2 separate regions of the Mus musculus genome follow, and region 2 is linked to region 1. Evidence: chromatin contacts called from public promoter capture Hi-C data. All regions are on one chromosome and are shown on one strand. Each heading gives the region's core, a stretch centred on a gene start, on an enhancer-like site or on the middle of the called end of the contact. The rest is flanking DNA. Distances are from core to core; before and after follow the strand shown.

Region 1 (5,791 bases), core at 1,512-4,011:
CCCCCACCCCCACCCTTGTAAAATATGAAGCTGCATTGATTTGCCCTTCAAATAACCTGTTACAACAGAGTAAACCTTGGAAAATTACAGACAACAGAGGACTTCTTTTGAACAACAATATCCACGGATAAGAACTAAAGTAGGCCTCACCAGCTATTAGGCTATTGAGTCATGATATAATTAGTTCTATAGTAAGGAACCTACCTTCAAAACCAACAATTATATCATATTAGGATTGCACCCTGCACCTCCTAAATACTCTCATTTTCCCACAATTTAAACTTTTTTAAAGGTCTCAATTTTTTTTTTTTTTTTTTTTTTTTAGAAAAAGCAAACACTAATCCTGAATACTCATCAGACATGACAGGCACTTGGAATAGACAAGTGGGAGAGGGCAAGCCACTAGAAGCTCTTTTTTTTTTTCTTAAAAGAATACTATTAGGTATTATGGCAGTTTATTTACAGGAGCATTTTCCCAGATATCTTCCCTGAAGTTTGAAAGGTAAGCACAAAGGTTCTTTAAAATATTTTCCTCTTTAGGGTGCAGTGGTGTATTCCTGTAACCTCAATTTTGGGAGGCAGAAACAAGAGGTAACCCTCAACTATAAATGCAGTTGCAGACCAGCCTAGCCTAAAGGAGTCGCTGCCAAATAAATAAATAAATAAATAAAGTCATCAAGCAATTAAATATATGCATACTTTCAAGGAACTCATTTGTTTAGCCCCCAAGTTCTCAAGCATAAAACCCGGGGTATTCTAGGCTTGTCACTAGAAAGCTCTATATTTCATCACCGAGCTCTCCGGCCTCACCTATTTTGTTTAGAAGAACCGATTCCTGAGCATCTGAGACTGCGTGTTGTGTAAGTGTATTACACAGACACACACGGGAATTCTCTGCTGTTTTCTGAGAGTCTAATTCAGTTTTGTGTGAAAGCTTGTATGACATTAACTTACATTAATCCACAGCTCTGTCTCCAGGCCTTGCTTTACCTCATCCTACCGACACACTTACTCTCCATACGGTAAAAATATATGGAAGGAGACACATTAGTATCTAAACGGTGGAAAGCCGCCCCCCCAAGAAAAAAGTAGCGCTCTACAGCAATAGGGGATATTTGCATGGAGGAGATCGAAATTTAGAGGAAAAAAGAACGAATTCATACACTGCATGTTTCCTCTATGTAAGCATTACACTAAATATCTGTTAGATTAGTCATGTTGCCTTGAGACTCTTCCATGTTTCCTCTAGACAACTGCCAATGCTCGCATGGCCTCTGATGAATAAACATGCTGTGACTTGCTCCTAAGGAAACGCCTGTCATGTTCCAGGGAAAAATGACTTCTTCACTCTTAAACCAGGGGAAAAAAAAAAAAAAGAACGACTTTCATTCATTGCTTACAAAGTCGCCTGTTCCTTAATGTTCCAATTTCCGGAATTTTCATACTCTGCTTAAGGCATTTCTAGGTTCTGATTAACAAAGAAAAAGAGAAACTGGGGGTGCTTTATGGCAAAGAGGCTACATGACAGCAGTGAGGCGGTCTCACCTAGGACAGGGTTGTGTAGCTTGACCATTTACTACGACAAAGGTTATTCTCAAGTTCTCCTTGGCCCTTGCAGGACTACCTGTTCCCACCACTGTTTACCCAAACGTTTAACAGAGTGATGTTTAGCATATTTGGCAGGAAGGCATGCTTCATTTAATATTAACTCACCATGTGACAGCCCCTTCCCTTCCAATCGCTCCTCAAACACGTGACGGTAAAAAAAAAAAAAAAAAAGTATAGGTGTTTGCCAATGCGACTGACTTCGCACTCGGCTTTGGCATCACCAATTGGCCAGAAGCACATACACACACACACCCCCAGTCAGAGGCGAGCACCCCGCCTGCTCCCGGAACTGTCAAGCCGGGCTGACAGCTGGCACACCTTGCTGCGCCCTCCGTGGACTTTCAGGAAGCCCCTTCCTTGCAGTCACCTTGACAGAAACCATCCTCCTGGGCTGGAGCGCTTGGCTGTGGAAACTTTTCCTTCCTTTCCCGGAGCGCGCTTACAGGTGTCGTCCCCCCCGCCGCTACAGAGCCCCAACAAGGGGCCCTTTGTTACCACTTTTGCTCCGGGACTCCTCACCCAACGCCTGCCATTCGCCTGGCCTTCCGTAACCCCGATCGGAAAGCTTGCCCAAAGTACCGAACCCCCCACCCCGACTCGTCCGGGAGGACGCAGTCTCCCGCCCGCGTGTGGGTCGGCCCGGGAGCCCGGCGGCCCCGCGGGGAGCTCGCCTCGGGCAGGTGAAGCGCGCGAGGCCTCGGCGGCCGGGAGGGAGGCTTACTTACCCTGCGGAGCCCGCGGGCTGCATGGCGGGGGTGCGGGGCGCGCTGCGGGGTAGGGGATCCGGGACGCTGCGGTCCATCGCGCTGCTGGCCGCGGCGCGGGCTCGGGCTCGGAGGCGGCGCGTCACTGCTAGGGTGGGAGAGGCCGGCGGGTCAGGGCGGGAGCGGCCGGGCCAAGAGCCCGCCTCGACCCACGGCAGCCAGGGGCGGCCCCGCCTCCCCGGGGCGCTTCCACCTGCCGGTCGGTCCCTGCCCGAGGGCGCCGCGACGACGGCTACAGGTCCCCGCCCCGGCCGCAGCCCGCAGCCAGTCCCGGGCGAAGGGGCGGCGCGCGGCAGCCCGGGCTGTGAAGGAGGAGGAGGAGCGGACCGGGCGCGGGACGGTCGCCACGCCCGCAGTGCTTGGGCTCCAGCGGCCCGCTGCGCACCAACTGAATCCCGTGCAAACTTTTCCGGAGGAGCTGCGAACCACAGCGCCCCCGCCTTCCCAAGCCACTGCCCGCTTTAGGGGACCCGGCCCGTCCAGGCTCCGCTCCTCCCCCGCACGGCTAGCTCGGACGCCCGGAGCGAGCGCGCGGCGGAAAGCGGCCGGCCCCCGGCCGCCGCGCCCGCGCCCCAACTCACCCTGCCCCATGGCCCTGCCGGGAGCCCCGAGCTCGCAGCCGCCTCGGCCACCTCGCTCTGCAGAAGTGAGGGTGACGAGGTCAGCATCGGAGCGAGCAGAGCAGCCAGCCGGAGAGGGGACGGGTAGGGCGAGCGGGCGGGGACGTGGAGCGAGGAGGAATTTCCTACCCCACCCCGCACCCCTCCGCGGAGCACGCGGCTTTTAGGTACCGCGGGGGAGGCCGGTGGAGAGGAAGCGTCTAGGCTGCTCGTTTTAGTCCCCACTGACACTGAGTAGCTTTGGGAAGCCTCGCGAACCCAAGAGGAAGAGTGGGCGGACAGGGAGGCTACCTGGCCAGCAAAACCCCAGGGAGGACCCAAGCTGTAGCGGAAGTGAGGAGAGCTCATGGACCGAGTCCTGCTGATTGACCACCTGCAGTCTGACCTTCGAAGTGCAGGATTTTCTTTTTAACCTTACTGACCCCTACGGTTGCTAGCCCTTAAAAGGCACCTCTGACATTGTGATCTTTTTAATCCCTGGCAGGTTTAAGCTCGTCCAGTCTTCCCAGACATGCCTCTCTTGATGTAAACAGCCAACAGCTGGGATTTGAGGACTGGACGTTCTCATGATGACAGTCTATAAGCTAAGAAAGAACAGCAGAGATTTAGTGGCCTCCTGGAAGTTTCACAGGAATAAAGGAATCTCAGACAGTGCTTGCTTGTTTGTAGTTTCGGTTCCTGCAAGAGTTCTTCTCAGAGGAGACGTGCCACCTGACAACCGGGTGCATATTGTCTCCTTACCCTTAGACCCTTGCCAACTGTTTTAAAGTAAATCATATTGATGAGTCCAAAAGCGAACATCAGGAAATAATGCTAAATTAAAAATATATAAATGGATACCTCAAGTGGCAAATCTGTAGGCATAAAAACATGATGTAGGATAACAAAGGACTTAACATTTTTGGTTCACATTAAAATTAAACTAGTATTTATAACCCGTGCTTAATTAAAGGTTCTTTGTTGCTCATTCATTACAACCACCACCAATAATTTCTGGAACCAAAAGTACTAACTACTACTCCACATAATTGGATTTTGTCTCTTTCCTCTCCCTTGTGGTGAATATGGTCTCAGTACATCTTTGAATATGAAATGGAGGTGAAGATCGTGGTGACTTCTGCGATGACTGTGTTAGAACTCTATCATTAAAAGTTGCTTTTAAATAATTTGACTAATAACGAGGCAATTGTTTGAAATGGATCTGGATTTTAGACTTTAAATAATAACACTGGTTTGACAAGTTCATGAATCCTTTCTGACCGTAAATGGATAAGCAGATTTACAGCTGTTGCATAGACAGGCTGTAAATAGCAAGGAACACTGAAACTACTTAAAGTTTATAACTTTGAATCACAGGATCAAGCACTTAATTAGTTTCAACCTTGATTTATGGCATCCTAGTACTATTATGGATTCCAGTTAGGCTAATCTTTAAGAGATTTTTACAACATTTCGTAACTGCTGAGTGCAATTTTCATGACACCACTTTTCCCTTACATCCTTTTGTTCTTGGGCACCGGGCAGGGTCATACTTTCCACACACTGAAATTGAGCCTACCCAAATGGCTTGCTTGACAAGTGAGATGTTTCATTTCCTGGTAGAATCACGTTAAGGAGAGTGCTGAGCCTGCTGTAACCTACTCTTGTCATCCTGCAGAGATGGGTCAAGATGGAGGTGACACTAAGTTGAAGGATCCTAAATATGTTACACTATTACCCTGAGCACCTCTTCTTGGAGAGGCTCGGGGTTTGCAGCAGAATCCCCCAAAGCACTAATTATCTATTTTGAGATTAAGTCAATAAACTGTTCAGCATCTTTCAGAACCAAGACTATACTTCATATTCTTATACATTACTGTCTATGCTGTAATCTTGTAACTGCATAATTTATCGGCAATGGTAATCATTGTTTTTAAATAACCCCCCTTTTTTTTAACATAATGCTGGAAAACAGCCCCTTCCCAGTCCCTCTGAAAGTTGTCCAAGTCTGTCCAGATGTTGCTCCATTTTCTTGTTTGGAAATCTCCCCTCCAATTTCATCCAATCATCATCAATGCAGGGATTGTCTCAGATATTATCACTTTGGAATAATAGCACGGATAGAAATAGCCCTTTCTCTCTTCAACTGATTTGATTGTTAGGTGGACAACGGCTGCTGCACCTGTTTCAGTTAGCTTTTCATTGCTGTGATCAAAATACCACACAACAGCAGGGGAGTGGGACTGATTTCAGCTCCCAGTTTTAGGGACTTAGAGGTATCTGCTCATCAGGTCAGGAATGGTGTGATGGAGAGCGGCAGTCCATGCATGGTGGCCAGGAAAACGAGAAAGGCATGTGCCAGCACTGGGCTGGCTTCCTCCTTTTTTTCAGGTTTTATTTCCTATGAGCCCTTAACCCAAGAGAAGGTACTGCTCACAACTGGACTGGTTTCCCCACAGCAGTTCATCTTTCTAGAACTGTCCTTGTCCACAGCTCCATGGGTATGGTTTTATTAATCTGGGTGATCTAAGTTCAGGAAAATGGACAGTGACAACTGACTGTTACACAGACTAGGAGGGGTTTGGATAGAAGAGGCTTTGCGCGCACCCTTGTCTTCTAAATGCAGCTCACACCACAGAAGACAGTCTGCAAATATTTGTGGAATAGGGAAATGGAAGAAATCTTAAAGATTTCACTTAAGAGATTTGTTGTGTGACAAAACTTTTCCCCGGGGAGATGCAACACATATCTACTCACCCCAATTAGGAAACCTGAAACAGACCCAAGTACAGATACCACTAAAGTCTGATTTGGTGAACC
Region 2 (5,791 bases), core at 1,176-3,675, 4.0 Mb after region 1:
ACATGCCAGCGGAAGAATATTTGGGCAGCACACAGTCTTGAAGATTTTAAAAAGACAGCTAAAGGTGTGTGGCCTGGGAAGGGAGTGGGTCTCAGAAGAGCTGGTGGGGAGTAAGACCAAACCACACCTTAAACAAAACTCCTGAAGAAAGTAAAAAAAAAAAAAAAAAAAAAAATCCAGGGACCTACAAATATGGCTTAGGGGTTAAGAGCATCTGATGGTTTTACACCCAGCACCTACACAGAGGCTAACAACCATTTGTAACTCTATTTCCAGGGGATCTAATACCCTTTCTGACCTACGAGAGCACTGAATACATAACTACACATAAATATATGCAGCAAATAAATATATAAAACAAAATAATCGACCCATTGGCTCCAGCTTTACAGCTTATGTGTGAGAATTCAATAAAAGATACAGACCCAGATTTGAAATATCTGGACATCCATAGAAATGACAGGGAAAGAATTGTGGTAAAAATATGATTGTTAGAATATTAACCAGACCCCAAAGTTCTGAGGAACTCTGTTCCTTGGCTGAAATTTCCAATGTGAAAACAAAAAAAAAATTTTTAAAGGCTGCCCTTTACACATAGGCATACACATATACTAGTTAAATAAAAAGACAGGATACATATAAAATGATGCCGTTCACATAGCATTCAAAAATACTGAAAAAATATTCATAGTTCTAGACGATGCAGATATTCAACTTTAAGCTGGTGATAGGAACATAATCTTTTAAAAATAATTTATTTTTATTTCATGCACATTGGTGTTTTGACAACATGTATCTCTGTGTGAAGGTGTCAGATCCCATAGAACAGGAGTTATAGGCAGTTGTGAGCTGTCATGTGGGTGATAGGAATTGAACCTGGGTCCTCTGGAAGAACAGCCAGAGCTCTTAAACCACTGAGCTAAGCTAGCTCTCCAGCTCCCGCAAACAGAATTTTGATGACTGTCTATGCATGTGTGTGAATGTACGAACACTCACAACACTGTCTTACTTAAGATTTCACGATAAAGACCTTCAATCTAAAAGCTAATCTACACACGATTCACATACGGTTTTTATACTCCAGAATCATCTCAGTCATCCTCTCTTCTTCCTTTAATTTCAAAGACATCTTTTCTGAAAGACAAATTACAAGAGATATTTGAATCCCGCTGAAATAACAGTAAAAAATAAATAAGGTCAGCAAAATCCACAAGTTAGGAGTTAAGGGCTGGCAGTACCTGAAAACGCTTTCATGGAGTCCTTGAAGGCGTCTCTAAGTCCCAGCACTTGACTATGATTATCATCGAGTCTGTTTCTGAACTTATCCCCAAATTCATTGATGCTTTGATTTAAGAGTGCCAATTCGTCTTCACCCATTATGTTTTAAGACACTGCAAAACAGAGCACAAAGCTGTATTTTAGTTGCTATCGACACCAAATAAGCCACATTTTCGAGTTTATGTCTGCAGGTTGACTTTGCTACAGAATGGTTAATAATTGAGCAACTCAGCTAGCATAAAGGCAGACTTTAATTCCAACATTTCCAGCTGGGGGCAGGAGAATCTGAGGTAAAGGTCAGCCAACGTCAGGACCAGTCTGATATACAAGAGACCTTTTCTAAATAAACACAACAGGGTGTGAACTAAACGCCTTTTTTCGCCTTTTGTCCCAGCACTGTCCCAGCACATCGGAGGCAGAGAGGCAGAGAGGCAGAGGAAGGTATTTGAGTTCAAAGATAGCCTGGTCAACATTGGGCCAGAACCTAATAAAATGTAAAATAAGATAAAAATAATCCACTAACAGTCCGGTAGTTAGCAACAGGATGATCCAAGCCAATTTGGGCTTAACTGTGGTGGATGTGCATCAATCTGTTCTGAAGGCATGAAGGGAGGTGGAGGAGAGGAAAGAATATGACCAAAACAAGGTTGCACGAAGCTTTCAAGTCATGTTTTAACAGGACCCCGGTGTCACTCCGCTTCTCCTAAAGGACCTGCTCGCAGGCAACGAGACCGAGACTCGAAGAGGTTGGGGGACAGACAGACCTGCAGGTTTTCTGCATCAGACCCCTGGCCGACTGCTCCGTCCACTCCTCCCCCTGCAGGGCGGAAGAGGGGAGTGTGATCGGGACCGAGCAGCGCCAGGACCCGAACTCCGCGGCTAACAGCGGACGCCCGCATTCCAGGCTCTGCGGACCCACGCCGACATGCCCAGGCCGGCTTCCCTCAGCCCGGGCGTGCGGTCGGCGAAGCCCCACAACCCTTCAAACGGCTCCCGACCTGAGCGGCCAGGAACGCCGCGGTCTCCACCAGACTGGACCTGTCCGGCAGGAACCAGCCCGCCGCTCTTCCGTCTGCTGCTCCCGGGTCTGCTGCTCCTCCAGCGCGCAGTCTTTCAATTTCAAACTCTCCACCGCCTGCTTACCCGCCCTTCAACTCCGTCTTCTGATTGGCTGACAGGGCAGACTCTCCGTGCAAGGATTGGTTGATATCGGCCTGCGGAATTCTCGCGGACAACTATGGAGCAGAGCATTCTGGGATTCGTAGTTCTTTGCTGAGACAGCTTGGGACGCGGTCTATAGTGAAGTAGAAGGGCTTGCCCCAGAATGAAGAAAAAAATGTAAAAATTGAAATTTAACTGCTTTCTTTTATGACATATACTTCCTTCTTCCTTGCACTCGTTTTATTTTGGAAATGACGGAAAATCCTCTTGAACAGACTCCAGTTATGATTGATTAGGCTGAAACATCCTGAAAGTTACCAAACTATTTACCCAAACTTAATGTTTGAATTTCCCAAGCTTTTCTAACATTGATTTATCGTGAGTATTTTACTTATTTAATTTTTATGTTTGAACGTGTTTACAGAAGGGGGCATCGGATCCCCTGGAACAGTTGTGAGCCACTGATAATCAAACTCCTCTCCTCTGCCTGAGGAGCAGACGCCCTGCAACTTTGAGCCATGTCGCCAGTCCTTCAGCTGTTGATTTTAAGACCTACTGGCAAAAACAAGCTCCTGGATCTCGCAGAACTTCAAACTGAATGGGATCAGAACACTGTATACTAAAGTAACCGGTGCTCCCTGAAGAGAGACAGATGGAAGCCACCAAGTTATTAAACATATAATTAAAAATACACATAATTTTAAAAAATAGTAAAGATTTTAAGCTAAGATTTGTTAGAAGACAACTTCACAGATGAAACAGACTTGCTAACTACATCTTTCTTTGTAAAACTGAGAAAGATAGGGAATTGAGAATATGCCCTTTAAAGAAAAGGAACTTGAAGTGTGGTGGCACACGCGTTTAATCCCAGCCCTTGGAAGGCAGAGGCAGGCGGATTTCTGAGTTCGAGGCCAGCCAGGTCTACAGAGTGAGTTCCAGGACAGCCAGGGCTACACAGAGAAACCCTGTCTTGAAAAACCAAAAAAAAAAAAAAAAAAAAAAAAAAAGAAAGAAAAAAGAAAAGAAAGAGAAAACAAGGAACTTGAGATGGTCAATATTAAAAAAAAATTATTGTTATTTTCATCTTTGATTATGATAATTGTTTCTGAAAATAACCCTTTGCTTGTAGACCATACTAATATTTCTTTGATTCCCTTTAAGCATCCAAATGCCAACTATAAGATTAAGCTACCAGATTATGGCTATTTTATCCCCAAGTGGTGCACGCCTTTAATCCCAGCACTCAGGAGGCAGAGGCAGATGGATTTCTGGGTTTGAGGCCAGCCTGGTCTACAGAGTGAGTTCCAGGACAGCCAGGGCTACACAGAGAAACCCTGTCTCAAACCCCCCCCCCCAAAAAAAACAAAACAAAACAAAAAAAGAACTGAAAATCAAGACTATGAAGTCTGGACAAGTTACCATCCTTGACCTTGACCTTGTCATCATCATTCAGCACATCACAGTATACCTGATGCTCAGTGTCTCGCCTGGGGCCATTATTAACAAATTTGGCCATATAGGAGGCAGAAAAGTGCATACCACTCTGCAGACGATCTGGGTTGGGTTCCCAGCACCCAAGTGTCTCCATGGGCACCCACACTCACATGTATGTATGGCTCCCGGACAAACACAATTTTTACTTATTTATTTACTTTATGTGTACAGGTGTTTTGCCTGTGTGCCAATGTGAGTACCTAGAGTCCTTGGCAGTCAGAAGAGGGCATCAGGTCCCCTGGAACTGGAGTTATGAATGGTTGTGAGCCACCATGTAGGTGCTAGGAATGGAACCCAGGTCCTTGGAAGTGCAGTCAGTGTTCTTTTTTTTTTAATATTTTTTAAAGATTTATTTATTTATTATATGTAAGTACACTGTAGCTGTCTTCAGACACTCCAGAAGAGGGAGTCAGATTTCATTCCGGATGGTTGTGAGCCACCATGTGGTTGCTGGGATTTGAACTTTGAACCTTCGGAAGAGCAGTCGGGTGCTCTTACACACTGAGCCATCTCACCAGCCCGCAGTCAGTGTTCTTAACCACTGAAGTATCTCATCAGACTGACCAAACATAATAAAAAACATATATGTATATGTATATATGTGTGTGTGCCACATCACCTCCAGTAGCATCTGTGTGACAAGTTCCACAGACTGAGGTGTTTGATCTCCAAAGGGGGAGGCCTCCTGGAACCGGTTGTAGAACTCTTCGCCAGAGAAAAAATATTGAGCCATAGTTCTCATGGTAATCTATCTGTTTTGTTTTCTCTTATTCCTTTTATTATTTACATGTTCCTGGTGGCCTAGACCGAGATCTTAATCGAGAATAATGGGTAAGAAACCATCCCTAGAGGTGGGGCCACTAACATGACCTTATCCCCAGGGAAACCAACACTTTACTTTCTAAATCATTTACAAAACTATTATGATAAAAAATTTTCCCAACATTAAAATTTCATACGGCTACACATGTGTCATCGGAGGTGGATTTTGGTATATGGTAAAGAAAGCTTTAATTAGAAAGAATTAAAATAGTTTAAATTTATACATTGAAGATTTATTTTAAAAAATCAGGCACAATATGTTAATAATTGGCCATGGGGCTGCAAAGTTAGTTGAGCAGTTAAGAGCACTGACCATTAAAGATTTATTAACCTGCTCCTGGAAATATGCCACTAGCCTTGGATGACAGCCCCCACTGAATATATCCTTTTAGAATTGTTATATTTTGATGATTTATATAATGATGTTACCTGTTCTGTTTGTGATTCACTGACTACATAGTTTCAGAGTTGTAATGCTTGGATGATTTTTGTGCTTTACTGTGCCAAATGATTTTTGTTGGTATCTGTGATTGTCTCACTGGATAAAGTTTCTAAGAGCTGTAATGTTTGGTTTTTTAATGTATAAAATCCCCTGCTTGAGAGCTGCGGAATACACTCAGATTCAAACTGCCTCTGTGTTTGTTTCTGTTTGTCACCGCCAAATCCTTACCCACCTAGCTTCAAGGACCCTCATTCCAGGGACCCCCATACCCGACTGGGGTGGCCCATGGCATGTGTGTATAAAAATTCTTTTAAAGATTTTAAAAATCAGAAAATCAGACTTATAGTTTGCTGTGAAAAGTCTTTAATTTTGAATACTTATACAATAACTTCTAGTCTTAGATATTTGGTAGCATTTTACCTTCCATTTTATATTTTGGGCATCTTAACTCTTCATCTGAGTGAGTAATGACACCCTGGGTTGCCCACTGAGTTAAGATTCAAGGCAAGGTGCTAGCTGAAGCCCTGTTTTATTCACCTTTTTCCTGGTCCTAATGTGGCCGCCAAGCGATGATTCTAGACATCTCTGGACTTT

The links. Promoter capture Hi-C pulls out the DNA fragments that hold promoters and counts their contacts.
Region 2: a promoter capture Hi-C map of pre-B cells shows a contact between it and region 1, with 2.2 times the contacts expected there. The contact joins the promoter of Spc25 here to the promoter of Cobll1 in region 1. A contact is called at or near these places in 2 of 39 promoter capture datasets (liver and pre-B cells).

What each region holds. Positions count from the first base shown.
Region 1 is chr2:65,236,030-65,241,820 of GRCm38.p6, forward strand. It overlaps Cobll1 (Cobl-like 1), which reads right to left and starts at 2,762. Exons shown (of 14, transcript NM_177025.6): 1 at 2,334-2,762. The coding sequence starts at 2,410. Gm13594 (a long non-coding RNA gene) reads left to right here. Exons shown (of 2, transcript XR_001783320.2): 1 at 1-2,053; 2 at 3,477-4,167.
Region 2 is chr2:69,203,788-69,209,578 of GRCm38.p6, forward strand. It overlaps Spc25 (SPC25, NDC80 kinetochore complex component, homolog (S. cerevisiae)), which reads right to left and starts at 2,426. Exons shown (of 7, transcript NM_001199124.2): 1 at 2,277-2,426; 2 at 1,239-1,391; 3 at 1,069-1,134. The coding sequence starts at 1,377.